3 separate regions of the Sus scrofa genome follow, and all the other regions are linked to region 2. Evidence: chromatin contacts called from public HiChIP or PLAC-seq and promoter capture Hi-C data. All regions are on one chromosome and are shown on one strand. Each heading gives the region's core, a stretch centred on a gene start, on an enhancer-like site or on the middle of the called end of the contact. The rest is flanking DNA. Distances are from core to core; before and after follow the strand shown.

The links. Promoter capture Hi-C pulls out the DNA fragments that hold promoters and counts their contacts. HiChIP or PLAC-seq counts read pairs in DNA pulled down with a chosen protein or histone mark.
Region 1: a contact with region 2 is called in a promoter capture Hi-C map of liver, with 2.1 times the contacts expected there. The contact joins the promoter of MECP2 here to the promoter of SSR4 in region 2. A contact is called at or near these places in 1 of 5 promoter capture datasets (liver) and 1 of 47 Hi-C or Micro-C datasets (heart right ventricle).
Region 3: an H3K27ac HiChIP or PLAC-seq map of alveolar macrophages shows a contact between it and region 2. The contact joins the promoter of HCFC1 here to the promoter of SSR4 in region 2. A contact is called at or near these places in 3 of 5 promoter capture datasets (fetal liver, fetal skeletal muscle and liver), 1 of 47 Hi-C or Micro-C datasets (fetal liver) and 2 of 2 datasets of contacts at active chromatin or transcription factors (alveolar macrophages and skeletal muscle).

What each region holds. Positions count from the first base shown.
Region 1 is chrX:124,787,783-124,791,026 of Sscrofa11.1, reverse strand. It overlaps MECP2 (methyl-CpG-binding protein 2), which reads left to right and starts at 1,964. Exons shown (of 5, transcript XM_021080802.1): 1 at 1,964-2,050.
Region 2 is chrX:124,536,029-124,538,938 of Sscrofa11.1, reverse strand. SSR4 (translocon-associated protein subunit delta) reads right to left here and starts at 1,394. Exons shown (of 6, transcript XM_003135482.5): 1 at 1,150-1,394. The coding sequence starts at 1,216. It overlaps IDH3G (isocitrate dehydrogenase [NAD] subunit gamma, mitochondrial), which reads left to right and starts at 1,369. Exons shown (of 13, transcript XM_003135497.4): 1 at 1,369-1,646. The coding sequence starts at 1,566.
Region 3 is chrX:124,692,998-124,696,224 of Sscrofa11.1, reverse strand. It overlaps HCFC1 (host cell factor 1), which reads left to right and starts at 1,379. Exons shown (of 27, transcript XM_003135485.5): 1 at 1,379-3,227. The coding sequence starts at 3,054. It overlaps TMEM187 (transmembrane protein 187), which reads right to left and starts at 1,175. Exons shown (of 4, transcript XM_003135487.4): 1 at 1,049-1,175.

The sequences.
Region 1 (3,244 bases), core at 715-3,214, 250 kb before region 2:
TGCCAAGCCACAATGGGAATTCCCTATGCTTGTCATTTTTTTCCTTCTATTTTCTCCAGGTTTACTCTGCTGTTCCTTTTATACTTTCTTGCATTGGAGGTTCAGTTTGTTGACTTATTAACTGCTTGTTTGCCCAACTGCCCACTCAACATCTCTTCTCAGCATCGCACGTCTAATAGGCAGCCCACGCTTAATACGGCAAAACAGAATCTTTGACCTGTACCGCCAAAAATGTACTCCTACAGTTTTCCCCATCATGGTGAAAGCGCCCGTTCACTCAGTTGCTCAGGCCAAAACCTCAGGACGCATCCTTGTTTCTTCTCTTTCTTTATGCCCTACCTCCAATCTTCTCTGCTCAATTTTGAAAACATAGCTTGGATTGCACAACTTCTCAGAAACTTCACTGCTACCACCCTAGTGAAAAACCACTGTCACCTCTCCTAGACTGCTGTCAGGGCCTCCTGCCTGGGCTCTTGCTCCTCATTTTGTCTCGCCACAGATTTCCACACTGTACCTGCCATAGACATCTGATGATGGCAGCTCCCAGTTCAAAATCCTCCAAAGACTTCTCATCTCAGAAGAAGCTTCCAGTTCCCATGGCAGCTCCAGGTGCCTCTCCAACCACATACCCCGTCACTCTTCCAGCCACATCAACTTACTCGTGAGACCTCAACACGTCAGGTGTAGTCTCTCCTCAGGGCCTTTGAACTTGCCCAACATCTTCTTCTCTCCCCAGATAGCCATATGGGGAATAATATGTGAGCAAAAGCCTGTGGTTATATAAGCAGCACCCCCTTTACCCTTGCTTTATCTGTCTGAAAGCGCTTATCACTAGGAGACATATTACACACTTATTTGTACATATTGCTTTGTATGAAGCCTCCCCCACAGGAATGATAGTTTTGCTGTCTTATTCAGTACTGTGCATCCAGAGCCTGGAACAGTGTCTTCCATAACGTGTATTTAATAAATTAACAGAGGGTAAGGAGCCACATCAGAATCAGAGGGTTCCTTGACCCTAGCTCAAGGGTCACTGGATGAATCGGATGATAGCTGGAATCAGAGTAAGGTCGCCTAGACAAACAGGCCTATCCTGAACACTCCATTAGCTAAAACTTTTCTCATACTCTTAAATATTTTTCTCACCGGCACTGTGGATCTTAGCTCCCAAATCACTTCTTCTAGAAGTCTTTCCTCTCCTGTGCAGGCAGTTAAGGGCTGCTGCCTTTGTGCTTCCATTGTGCCTTCTGCCCACCTCCACCAGACTATCTGCAGCCTTGGCTCTTCCCCCATCAGAGTTTCAAGAAGATCAAGGCTGTGATTTGTTCCTCAGTTTATTCCCTGCCCCTGTGATTGTGTGGCACACTACAGGTCAGATGTAAGAATGCATTGGGTAGGCCTCTTAAACCAAGGTCCCTCGGCTGGAACAATGTCAGGCAACTTTGCTGCTTGTACTGAAGGTGGTAATGTGGAGAAAATGCGGGTGCGGTGAAACACGTATAGCGGCGTACTGGGTGTGTTTGTGGACAGCGGGTCGAGGGCCCGGCATGGCCGCGCAAACAAGCGTCCCGAGCCTAGGCCTAGCTTTGCTCCAGCATCCGCAAGGGCCCATTAATCCTTAATATTCAAATTCCGCCCACTAAACCAGCCCCCCGGAGCCCAAGCCGCTTCTTTTTCCCAAATGACGGCCGTTGGCAGCCAATCCGCAGCTAGACGGGGCGTCCGCCCCCTTTTCCCTTGCCGGAATGGACACGATCTCCCGCCAATTGGCGGCGTCGCCGCCGAGACCCCGCCCCACCCCGGGCGCCGCACCCAATGGCGTGCGGGCTCGCGGCGGCGCCGGGGGCCGGGCGCGGGTGCGCAGGTGCAGCAGCGCGCAGGCCGGCCGGGAGGGCGGGGCGCGACGTCGGCCGTGCGGGGTCTCGGCGTCGGCGGCGCGCGCGCTCCCTCCTCTCGGAGAGAGGGCTGTGGTAAAAGCCGTCCGGAAAATGGCCGCCGCCGCCGCTGCCGCGCCGAGCGGAGGAGGAGGAGGAGGCGAGGAGGAGAGACTGTGAGTGGGACCGCTGCGGCCGCGGGCGGGGACCCTTGCTGGGGGGCGGGGGTAGGGGCGGGACGTGGCGCGGGAGGGGCCCGCGGGGTCGGGCGACACGGCTGGCGGATGGCGTCCCTCCTCTCTTACCCTCCCCCTCCCGCTGGTGACGGCCCCCCCCCCTCGGCCCGTTACCCGCACTTGCGGGTGACCGTCCTCGGCGCAGCCTCCCAGGGCAGCCTTCGCCTGGTTCCCCCCTCCCTCCCTCCCTCCCGCCTTCGGCGCGCATCCCGGCCCCTGGCCCCGCGGGCGCCCCTGTCGCCGGGGCTTCGCCTGTCGGGGCTGCGCGCGCGTCGTGCCCTTCGCGGGGCTTCGGGCCCGCGGCGCCGTCGCGCGCCCGCGGCCCCGGCCTCTCCCTGGATCGCGCTTTCGCGTCTCCCTCCCTCGCGCGCCCCCTCTCCCGTTACTCGGCCCCCCCACCGACGCGCGTGCGCAGTCCGCCTCCCGTCGGGAGAGTGCGCCACAAGGGCTCCGGCGCTCTCACCCCCATCTCCAGGCTTTGCCTCCCCCTCCTTCTCGCCCATTCCATGACTTTCTGCCCCCACTGCGAGCGAGTTCCTTTCGCATCTAGCAGGAACAAGTAGGTGGGAATTATTGTCCACCCACAAAAGGCGCTAGACATTGTGTTCCTGGTCCCACGGCTCATCATAAAGAGGCGGTTATAGTTACCATCAGGAGCCGTGGGTCGGGGACTGCGTGTCCGGCAGCACCTGAGGCTCTTCGGTGGGAGCTCGCCCCCAGGGTCTTTGGGGGTGCTGTGGCCTCAGAATCTGAGCGCCCTCCCCTCCTCCCCCCGTTCGCCGGCGATCTTCCAGTTACATAAGTGGAGTGGGACATAGTATGTGACCGGCTTCCAGAGCCGCGGAGCGCGCCTTGCTCACGATCCCCAGCCCCGGATGGGGCAATTTCATCGCCCCTCTGTGGTTCCTGTCAGTTGTCCCCGAAAGTTTCTTTTCTTTTTCGTGTGGTTCTGACTGAATCACCCAAACTGAAATTCAGGTGACTTGTACGTGGCGTGGCAATGTTTTCTGTGGGTTTGCACTGAAGACTTAAGGTCACTGTGAAGAGTCTAAAGATTGCTTTGACGGAGGAGACCGTTTATGGCATTACCAAGTGTGGATCAACGGGGCGGGGGTGGGGGGGGAGCTTGCTCTG
Region 2 (2,910 bases), core at 145-2,644:
CAAGGAAGGAGAGGCGCCATCTAAGCCACAAGGCGCCAACTGCTGGAGTGTGGTGTCCAGGCAGGGCCATGACTTTGGCCGAGGCAGGAGGCTATGGGTCTGGAATGGTAGGAGGAAGATGCCTGGGGACATGGGCAGGTGGCTCTCAGGAGCCCCAGCTCACAGATCCTTCTCTGCTTTGCTAAGCTTTTCCCTAAGGACACGATGGAGCACCAAGGGGTTTTAGAGTCAGGTTTGTCCTCTCCAGGTATCACTGGCCATGGCGTGGGAATTCCCGATGAGCACATGAGAAGAGAGCAGGCAGTGAGGCCACTTAGGCTGGTTAGACACTCCGGGCACCAAGGGTGCTGGCCTGAACTAGGGCAGGTATGATAAATGCACAAAAGTGGCCCTGACCCATTGCAGGCCCCGAGGCCCAGTGGGGGCTCCTGCAAAGACCTCCTGCTCTACACACTTCTGGACTCCAGTCTGAGCTCAACCCTGCCACTAAGTGTTAATCTCCCAAGCATGTTAATCCATGTGACTGTGCTTCAGCTCTGCTGAAGAGCCCTATAAGGATACATCAAGGCCAAGGGAAGAAAATAAACGCCGTCTGGCCCGGCACCCTAGGCCGGCTCATCTTTCCCTCTTCAGTTCCTTTCGAACTCGCCCGCACTCTCGGCCCCTCTGCCTGGACCGTCCCTGCCCCCTCTCGTCACTCAGCGCTCCCTTCCTGAGGAGGCCTGGCCCCACCGCACCGGCTCAGGTGGTTCCTCTCCACCAGCCCAGTTTCTCGGTCCGATCACCCCGCGCTGCAGAGCTTTGCTCCAGTTCGACCCCCCTTCGGGACCAGGAGCTTTGGAAGTGGGAGCAGGGACGTGTGTCACTTTCCCTGCTGGAGCTGGGGCCAGGCGCACGGGAGAGGCTCTGGGACTCTTCCTCGCGGGAGCAGACAGGGGAAAGATCTGGCTGTTTCTTCCAGCAGCCTGGCTGCTGGACAAACGTGTACGGCAGGAGCGCGTAGTGGCCCCGGCCGCCGCGACCAGAGACCACCTGCCTCTCGGAGGAAGAAGGCCCAGACCCCCGCTTCGCCCGCACCCGTCCTCCCCCGACGCACCACCAGTCGTGGGAGAGAGGCTCGCCAGAAACGAGCCCCGGCCAGGCCGCTACCTGAGCAGCAGGAGAGGCCGGACAGCAGGAGTAGCGCCAGGGCGCCGAGAGATGCCAGCGCCGCCATCGCCTCTTCTCTGCCGAGGAAAAAAGAGAGCGACTCCCCTGAACACGAGGAGCAGACGAGGAAGCGCGACGCGTAAGCGACCGCAGCAGCCAATCTGGCGCCGGCGGGCCGGTGACGTCACTGGCGGCACTGACGTGTCCCCTCCCCGGACCCGGGGCCCGGCGGGCCGCCCCCGCAAAATGGCGGCCACAGCCGCGCAGTCGGAGCCGGAAGAGGGCGTGGGAACCGGCGCGGTCGCGTGCGTGCGCTCGGCCGGGCCCACGCCCACTCCCCGGAGCGCGCGCTCCGGTGAACTCTCGCGAGAGTGGCATTTGAGGGTCGAGACCTGCTGCGGTTCTCACTTTCTGTCATGGCGCTGAAGGTGGCGACGGCTGCAGGCGGCGCGGCGAAGGCAGTGCTCAGGCCAGCCCTCCTCTGCCGTCCCTGGGAGGTGAGAAGAGGGAGCGGGCCACGGGGGAAGCCGCGGCCCTCGCCGAGGGGGGTGCTTGCATCTCCGCTAGGCAGGTCTGGCAGCCGCGGCTCTCAGAGCGTCCTGGAGCCCCATTGGCCACAGGCCCCGCGAGAGGAGGGGAGAGTGGTGCGGACCGACGTTGATTGGCCACTTCGGCTGTCAGTGACTAGGTTAGCCCAAGCTGGCCCTGGTCTGGCTCCCCCAGGGGTCTGCATCTTGCGGCGGGGTGGGGGCCCGCACTCGCGGGTTGAGTGGCTGCGGCGGGCAGAGTGTCACCTCCCTAGTGTCCTTGTGGAATCTCGCCCGAGGCGGTCACGTGTCCCGGCCCGCCTTGCATTGGCCCTCTTGGGAATCCGTTCCAGGCCGCCCTTCCTCCTCGAGTTTCTCTCTAGCGGATCGCTTTGCCACCTGTCCCAGCGCAGGTGGCGAATCGGACTTTGCCGGTACACTGGAGGCTTCCCCCCATGCAGGCGCCTGGAATGGGAAGGAGCTAGGATTCCTGAAGCTGGCGGGTTGGGAGGCCGCGAGGGCTTGTCTTCCGTCTTTCTCCGTTTAGAATCTTGGTTATTCAGGTCTGATTCTTCTCTCATTATACACGTGAGTGAGGTTAATTTAGTCCCTGGGCGTGTTGGAAGCCATTTGAAGCATCAGCGAGTTAGGACTGGCCCTGAGGTACAGCAGGGATGCGCTCTCTGGGCCCCAGTTTCCCCGCTGTCTCAAAGGATCTAGCCAACTCTGACCTTCCAGAACTCTGTGACTTCGCTGACACCCCTTGCACACATATCTCCTGCCTGCTTACCCTCTCTGAGCCCCGTAACAGCTTTTGCTTTATTGAATGGCGTTTAAATGCTGACTTCTCCCGCTTGCAAGCGAGCGGCTCTCCAGAGGTCCTACAGCTCTGGCAGCTTGGGTCCTGCAGGATCTTGGCGAGGACTTTTGTCTCTTCCCCGACCTTCCCTGTGTGTAGGTTTGTGTTGGTCTTGGGATGAAAACGGACTGCAGGGAATGCTTGCTAGCTGGGCAATGCCTTGCCTTGAGACTGGTTGTCCCGGGCATGGGGCCCTTTAGAGATGAAGTCCAGATCTTTGATCCCACTAACTTGGACTGGACCTTGTGGGAAAACATGCAGCCACCATTGGTCCTAGATCCAACAAGAGAGAAACCTCACTAAGACGTGGGCTGTGGGAGCCCTTCGGTTGGCACACATACCGTTCTGGACTTTGCGTGGCACCATCAAAGGACG
Region 3 (3,227 bases), core at 130-2,629, 160 kb before region 2:
CGTTAAGAAGTGCTCCTGCTTCCTGGGTCAGGAGCCACCATCACCTGTTGCAGTACTGGCTTCTTCGGCCGGGAGCATCTCTAATAAATGCTTGCTGTGCCCCGGACTCCCTGGACCACCCTTGCTGCCCTTCTGCAGATCAGGGGCCACCCGGATGTCCAAGGAGCCTAGAGCCAGCACCGTGACTCTTGAACTCTGAGAAGAGAGTCACTGCACGGGGGCGAGTTCCCTGGGAACCAGCAGCTCGGCTTCCTTATTTTACAGGGGAAGGACCTGGGGCCAGAGCGGTGCTGTGAATGGTCAGAGGCCACACAAACACAGGTGAGGGCTCTCGTCTTTAGCTGCGTCACAGGACTCTTTGGCCGTTCTCAAACAAATGCCTCCAGATGCATAAACTACGACAGAAAATTCCAACATAAATTTAATACGTCTAAAGACAGGTATTAAAACATTTTTGAAAATGTGTGATAATATATGTGCTTGCTTCTTCTTTTTTTTTTGGCCCCACCTGGGGCATGAGGACGTTCTCAAACCAGGGATGGAACTGGAGCAACAGCCATGACAACACCAAATCTTTAACCCACTGGGCCGCCAGGGAACTCCTGTGCTTCTTTATTAACAGGTTAAATGACAGGCTCTGCGGGAGGCTGAATAACTACGGTAATTTCAAAGCAGTTATTCAGCCTGCCAGTAGGTCTTGTAATTAATTTCAGGATCTCCATAGGAAAAGCCATCTGATCTAAAATGATCTCTCATCATTTCTTTTGGTGACATAGTCACCAGGCTAACGCTCTGGGCTTGGCTGCCTACACTTGGAATTGTAGGACAGGCCAACTTTCGGCTAGAGGTTGGTGGATGTCAAGATGAAATAAAGAGGACAGAATCTGGGAAGTTCACCTGCTGTCACTCCAAGACCCCGGACAGCAGCGCATTACAGCCTGCGTCTGGCAGTGACCATGAAGGTGCTGCGACGAGACGGTCTCCTGCAAGATTTGGAACGTGGGGGTGACGCCAGTACCCACCTCTGAAGGTTGTTATGAGAACTTACAGTATTGGCGCGAAAAGGCCAGCGAGCACCATCCGGGTATTTGGCCTCTCGGCTTTGCTGGGGGAAATTCAAATCTCGAAAAAGGGCGGACCCGAAAGGCGGCTGTGCGCTTGCGCGCGGGGCGGGGCGCAGGCTCTGGGAAGCGGGCGGGGCGGGCGGTGACGCGGGGTGACGCGAGGCGACGCGGAGCTCCCCTGCGCCCGCCCGCCCGGCTCAGGCGCCGCAGGCCGGGCTGCCCGCCCGACAGCCAGAGGAGCGGGGGGCCTGCCCGGCGCGCGGCGGCCCGGCTCGTCTCCTTGGGGCGCCGGCGGTTGCGGCGGCGCCCCCGCCTGGAGGCGGGGCGGCGGCCTGGGAGCCTGGGAGGGCTCCGCCCCCGGCGCCGCGCGCCCGGCCGCGTTCCCGCCCACTCCCGCCCCGCCCCCGGCTCCCCCCGGCGGCGGGCTTCGGGCCGCCGCTCTGAGGCAGCTGGGTGTGCGGAGCAGAAACACGTCCGCTCCCTCGACCCTAGGACTGACTCGAATGTGTCCCGCCAGCCGCCTTCAGCAGCCTCTGTTCCTGTCCCCACTGCTAGTTAAAGGCGACGCCTCTAGAGTGTGTCCCTTCAGCGACCCAGGGGGCAGTTCCCATGGGGGGCGGGGCCAACCCCGTCTGAGGCCTTCTCATCCGGGCATTCCCCAGATGCCGCAGCCGCCATCTTTGTTTTGTGCTGAAAGTCGCTATTGACGCCCGAGGACGGCCGGGCGAGGGGAAGTGGCAAGATGGCGGCTCCCAGGGCGGAGGCGTGGAGGGGCTCTCGGGGGGCCCCAGGGCTGGGCACGCCTGTGCCTGACCCCAGCGCGGCCTGATTCCAAGCCAAGCGCGCAGCAGCCCTGGTCCCTCGCCGCGAGGTTCCTTTAAGAGGCCTCGGCCGGATGGAGAAGCCCGCGAGGGCGGGGGAGAGGTGGTGGTGGGGAAAACAGTGACGTCGCCCGACTCCGCCCCCTCGCCCGACCGCCGCCGCCGCCATGTTTAGTTGTTACTTCTTCACACAAGATGGCGGCTCCCAGGGAGGAGGCATGAGCGCCCTGCCGTTACCGCTCCTCCTGCCGTACAGTTGCCACTTCGGGGCCTAACTCTACCTCTTTGGAGCGGCTCCTGTGGGAAGGAGTCATAAGGAGGGAAGCGAGGATCGGACGCTGCCTTGCGTTTGGTTTGCAGTGGAAGAACTGACCCAGGAGGAAGAGAATAGGGGGGAAGGGGGAGCTTGTCTCAAGATGGCGGCTCCCAGGGCGGCAGGCTCAGCCTGAGCCGCAGAGGCGGACTAAGGGGAGAGCTTCGAGACCTCACGAGCCGTACGGCGTGGGCCTCCGAGCAGCCGTCGAGAATTCGGGCTCGGTCCACTGGCCTCTGGCGCGACTCTATTCCTTAAGAGTGTCGAGGCTGTTTCGGGAGCGGCCGCTGCACTAAGCGCTGGGCGGGGAAGCGGGACGGTCTCAAGATGGCGGCTCCCACAATTGTGGTCTGAGCGCCGGCGGGGCTGGGACGACCGCGGCGCTTGTGGCTGCTTTCCACCCGCCCCGGAAGCCGGCCAGTGCAGGGGACTTGGGGGGTGTGGGAACCGGGCCGGGGCTCCGCCATTTCCGGCGGGGGAGGGCTACGACTGAGGAAGGGAGGAGAGAGAGGCGGCTCAAGATGGCGGCTCCCAGGGCCTCCCGCTCGAGCTTGTAAGTGGGAGCTCCCAGGCAAGGAGTCAGGGCGGCGGGACTCGGCGGCCTCCAGCTTCTCGGGCCCAGGCGCTCGGCAGTTTCAGGAGGCTCTTGAGGAGACGGGGTGAGCAAGAAGAAGGGGAAGAGCAGAAGTGAAGGAGAATAGTTAAGATGGCGGCCTCCATGGAGCCGTCCACCGCTGTGTGAGGAACCGCTTCTCCGTGAGAACCGTCTTAGACTAAAGGGGGTGTGTGTGAGTGGAATTGGGGGGCTTCCTTCTCGCTTGGTGACTTTTTTCCACCGCGCCCTTTCCCGGAACTATGGCTTCGGCCGTGTCACCCGCCAACTCGCCAGCGGTGCTCCTGCAGCCTCGCTGGAAGCGAGTGGTGGGCTGGTCGGGTCCAGTACCCCGGCCCCGCCACGGCCACCGCGCCGTGGCCATCAAGGAGCTCATCGTGGTGTTTGGCGGCGGCAACGAGGGGATCGTGGACGAA